Linked DNA regions of Gossypium hirsutum: region 1 is linked to region 2. The links are chromatin contacts, called in public Hi-C maps. All regions are on one chromosome and are shown on one strand. Each heading gives the region's core, a stretch centred on a gene start, on an enhancer-like site or on the middle of the called end of the contact. The rest is flanking DNA. Distances are from core to core; before and after follow the strand shown. Region 1 has its middle 19 kb from the start of LOC107947049. Region 2 holds the start of LOC107947046 (phosphoglycerate mutase-like protein AT74H).

Region 1 (2,700 bases), core at 101-2,600, 73 kb after region 2:
TATGATTGGGTGATGGTGTCTTACTTGACGGTAGAATTGTATATCTTCTTCTTCTTGAAATAAATAATATATATTTTGGATGAGAATAATTGTATAATTCAAAACTGAGCTATAAAAAACCTATGAAAATTATAGTAAGAAGAAAAAGGAAAAAGAAAATATAAGACAATGGGAAGATAATACTCTGTTATTGGACTACATAAGTTTGTATATAGATCCTCAACTATCATGTCATAATACGAATATGATAATTAAATCTCGTTTTGGTGTTATAGAATTTATTACGTACATCCACTTTCATTTAGGATTTATAATGCTCCTTGAAAGTTTTATTAGGTAAACAAATCTTGTGAGATAAAAAATTATGAAGAAAGTCGCAAGTTTTCTTGTAATTTAATTCAACAAAACCATGGTAAAGGAAAAGATGACAATATCATTTAACATCTTTGAATCAATGTATTTCAATTTTGTTTACTAACTCTCCAAATATTACTGTTGGTAATGCCTTGGTCAAATTATTACTTCGGAAACACATTTTTATCTTGCTATGCTTTGAAATTATTTTTACATGATTTGAAGAGACATCAATTGATATTTGTTTTGTCAAACGTCAAGATATAATTGTACCTCCATGATAAGTGCATATTTATGATATGTTTTCGAGTCATTTGTATTTTTGTGTTTTGGCTTGTTTTAAAGTAAAGTTGCCTAAATTTAGTCTCATTTTAGTGTGTTGTTTACTTAGGTTAACCATGATAGGTTATATATGCATTTTAGTTTAAATTTTAGCATTTAAATAAATTTGGTTTGGTTTTTATTTTTTGAAAAAAAGACTGAAAAAAGGTCTACTCAATTAATAGAATCTTTGATCACGAATGCATGAATATTTTCGGGATAATCCGTCGCAAAGGTCCAATTACAAGATTTTTTAATGGTATCTTTACAAATAAAATTGGCCATTTTATTACAAATACAACTGGTCCAACAAATAGAAACAGACTCAAATATTTTCATAGTTTTAAGAATCTCCTTGATGCGCGTGCCCATAATGGTGATCTCCAAATCATGTTTTTTTACCCTGTTTGTTATACTGCACAGTCAATTTCAATTAAAGCTTTTGAAATATTCAGTCTTTGCCAGCTTCAAGCTTTCCTCGGGAGCATAGATTTCTGCCCATTCAACGGTCAACACTTCTTCTTTAAAGCCCCCTCCTCCTCCAATGACAAAGCCATCTTTGTCCCTAGCAATCATCGCATAACTAGTTCTATTTGGAGCAACAACAGCATCGAAGTTTAACTTTTATGAACCCGCAAGGAGGCTTTTTCCATTTATGACAAGCAGGGGCAATTGGGATCAAAGGGTTGTTTACCAGATTATGGATACAGAACTCGTTGCTGAGAGTTTTAGCTCTCTCCCAAACCACCCTAGCTTCATCCTCTTTGCCCCGAAAAATGTAGTTATTGTGGTTGTTCCAGTTGTTCCAAAGAATAGTGAAAAAGTCAGCAACAACTTTTTTATCTAGCACGCGCAACATATCCTCGAGCCAATCGATGCAGCAAGCATAATTCTTCGTGAGAAGCCTGTTATCCAACCCTCCAATTGTAAGAATGGTACTGGCATTCGGGCAATCTTTTAATGCATGGGATAAGTGTCGAAAAACAGCCTGTTTTTAGTGGTGTCTGAAAACAGTGATTTTGAGACCACAAATCCGATGAGTAAGTTTATAATAATAATTATCTAATTCATATGAGTTCACTATAATTTTATATTGAATTTTGACTTGATGAATTTTAGCCAAAAGAATAAATAATTTAGTTTAAGTAGTTTGTCCCCAAAATCAAATGATTTCGAAAAATGAGGTAACAGGATCTCGTTTCTATAAAACGAGCTCATAAATATTTTTATTAAATATTTACAAAACTACTATTTAGGTATGTGAAGGTTCGGTTCGGAAATTTTATTGTTTAATTAGTTAATTAAAGAAAAATGACTAATTTGTAAAAGACATAAAACTTAATCGCTATTGGATTTTAATGATTAAATGGCTTAATCAATTTAAGTGGAAGGGTTTTTATGGAAAATAGTAGTTTTGGTGGACGGTTAAAGCATAAAATTATAATTTTATATGTTAAAACTTAAGTTAAATCATAAGAATAAGAAAATAAAAAGAAAAGGAATTAAGCATTATCATCTTTCTTTTTCAACATTTGGAAACCCAAAACACCATGGTTGTTTAACTAAAAGCTTCGGTCACCTCTTCCACCCTTGCATGGTATGAATTCTTAGCCTATTTTTAGTGAATTTATGTTTTTGAGATCGTCGTAACTTAATCTAGCTAACTCATGGATTATTTTGTAAAACTGCTAAAAATTTTGGAAGCTACCATTGATGATTTTTAGTTGGTTTTGATGTTAGATGAAAGATTTATAATCTTGGTTGTTGTTTAGGACTATTTTGTAAAGGAAATTTTGATAGTTCTGAATTTAAGGACTAATATGAAATTTTGCAAAATTTGGCATATTAAATTTTAAATTTTTTAAGGGCTATTTGAGGGTGATATGCTGTTCGTTTTTAAATATTAGGAATGAAATGTGTAAATTTAAATAGTTTTGGCTTTAGGGGTTAAATTGAAAGAAATGTAAAAGTTTAGGGAAAAATTGTAAAAATAATGAAAATTTAAAGGCATATGCATAAAAAATA
Region 2 (2,700 bases), core at 186-2,685:
ACATTTCATCTGTCAACCCAAACTCTCTTAGCTCTTCTTCATTGTGATGCATAGATAAGCTGTATCTGCGGATTTTTAAACAGAAGATCACCATTGCTTGCACTTATGCGTGTGTGTGTGTGTGTGTGTGTCCATTTTGGGCTGAAAAAGTACCTTCCGCCATAACCTTTTTGCATGACAATCAAGTTACCATTGCCCATGTTATTGAGTCCTTCAAATTGTTGCACAGTCCATTTATACCATCTCATTAGAAACACACGCAAGGCTAGGCCATGTGAGACAATAATTAAGTTCACGTTTGGGCTTTGTTCGCCTGGTGGCTGAAACCGTCCAATATCAATATCTGCCTTAAGTGTTTCTCTGAATCCTGTTTCATTTCATTATATAAAAAATTTAGGTACCAAAATTAAATTTTAATTTTTAGTATAGTAAAAATATAATTTTACTATTCCTATATTTTTATAATTTTTAAAGTATCAAATTAAATTTTTATCATTTATAGAGAGACTAAAGTATAATTTTACCATTACTAATTTAAAATTTTTTAAAAATTAAAACACCTAAATGAAAAAATTTTCATTCAAGGGTCCGGGCCTACCAGCCCCCTGGCTACTCTGATCATTGGCTAATCTACTAAAAAATGCCTTATATTTTACTAGTATTACCTGTGATCCTGTCATAGACATCTGCTGCTGATTCTCCGTTAGGAAAACGGTAAAAGAAACGACCATAGCGCAGCCGAAGAGCTTTGTCAAGTCTCATTTTCTCCCTGTCCTGAAAATTCCCTTTCGCCAAACACAATCATGGCGAAAAATGGCAAGCAAATTAAATATTTAAGGCGTTATCTAAATGACAGCAATCGATGCATGCATGAGATAGAGTGACCTACCAAAATCCTGCTCCCGTATACGAGGCTCTTCCCTCATGCCTGAAATTCTAGACCGCTCGAACGCAAGACCCAAGTGCCGAAGTGTTTCGAGTGTCCTTTTATAAGGTGACACGTAGAAATAGACCTTCCAATCATTGGCTCCATCTTTCTCGATCATTTCCCTTATCCTCCATCCACATTCCTCGGCCTCAGCCTTGCCTTTCTCGGTTAAATCAATCTTGGGATCAGGAACTCGTGTGTAGACCGTCTCATCGACGTTCCCTTCACTCTCTCCGTGCCGTACAAGTATTATCCGGCGAGGCCTAGGCGGACGAGGAGTTGATGATGTTCCGGGATGTGTTGAAATACCCTTTTCAGGGAAATCAATAGTGTTGGTCTTTATGTATCCATTACTAGAGATTTCAAGGGCTTCTTTTCCAGTTCCAAGGCATTGTGTAGGATTATAAGTGGGTAGTTTTCTTCGCCAAAGTGGGAGAAATGATGGTGGTGTGGAAGTAAGAGTGGCCACCATACTTTGAGAGTTCAAAGGTCTGCTTTCACACATGAAGAATTTAAGAAAATATATATAAGGAAAGAAAATATCATCTCAGCTTGCAATGAGGACCATGAATTTAATGGGACACATGTTACTAATAATAGTGGTCCAGGCAGCTTGGAAACTGAAGAAGACTATAAAAATTTGTACGGTCCAATTCCAAGTTCACAGGGAGCTAGACGGAGCTCGTTTCTTCGTCCATCATTTTCAGTGGGTAAGGCCCTTCTTGTTCACTTGCGCTTTAACTCCACGTTTCTGCAAATATGGTGTCGTTTCCATTGTTTTGCTCCATCTCTCGTGGATGTAAATGGATGTGGTACAACTTTGAAGAGACTTTTCTAACCTTTTTCTGTAAATTTAAATTCAAGTACTGAAAAGACAAATCCAAAACCAAATACGATGAATCAATCAAAAAGAGTCCAGGTGCCACCCTTTGACAATTATTTTCCATGTTTTGAGAGCAGTGGCAGACGAAAAGCTAGGCGATGGCTGGCTGAATTTAATTGGAATCTCAAAACTACATCCAATCCATTAAAATACAAATTGATTTAACCTGATTTTGATTAAAAAAAAAAGAGAGAGAGTAAAAATTGAAATAAAATTTAAAATTATACATGTAATTATGTACATCAAATTTGATAAAAAGTACCATAAAAAATTTTATATTCGGAGTTTGGTTGTGTTTTGTCCCTTTTACTTGAAAGATGGGTAAATTAATTATTATACCTTAGATCAAATATCAAAATTGGTTATTTCTATTAAAAGTATCATTCATTTTTACTATTAAAAATCGGTGTGACTGATGAAATAACTAGACAGTTACACCTGGTATACCACGTGTACCTTGTGCTGATGTATAAGGACCAGTTTTTAACAGTAAAAATGGATTGAATTTTTAACAGAAGGATCAATTTACTATTTGATCTAATGTATAGAGACCAATTTGCCTATTTGTTGAGCAAAGGGGCAATAAAATACAATTTGATTGCTACTATAAGAGCCCCTATGGTACTTTTACAAATGAAACTTTGATTGTGGTTCAAATATGTAAATGAAATTTTAATTTTGATTCAATTACACGTTTAAAGGAATAAATACATCAATTTATTTGTGTATACAAGATATAAAAATAATATGACGCTACATTGATAATTGTGTTAATAGTTCATGAGAATTGGAGCAAATAAAAATTTCATATATAAAATTGTAAATTAAACTAAAATTCATACATATTTTGAGATTTATATCAAATACTTTCGATAATTACCTGAATCCA

Evidence for each region. Hi-C and Micro-C count contacts between places; a contact is called where the count stands out from the background.
Region 1: a Hi-C map of hypocotyl shows a contact between it and region 2, with 2.9 times the contacts expected there. The contact joins the enhancer-like site here to the promoter of LOC107947046 in region 2. A contact is called at or near these places in 6 of 34 Hi-C or Micro-C datasets (hypocotyl, leaf, petal and 1 more).

Annotation. Positions count from the first base shown.
Region 1 is chrD12:58,925,706-58,928,405 of Gossypium_hirsutum_v2.1, forward strand. It overlaps the pseudogene LOC107947050. Among protein-coding and RNA genes, the nearest start is that of LOC107947049, 19 kb to the left of the region's middle. Within about 2 kb of position 1,351, at least 3 of the 9 cell types and tissues checked have an H3K27ac peak or open chromatin away from gene starts, as enhancers often do.
Region 2 is chrD12:58,852,265-58,854,964 of Gossypium_hirsutum_v2.1, forward strand. It overlaps LOC107947046 (phosphoglycerate mutase-like protein AT74H), which reads right to left and starts at 1,436. Exons shown (of 5, transcript XM_016881594.2): 1 at 890-1,436; 2 at 666-785; 3 at 154-367; 4 at 1-65. The coding sequence starts at 1,433.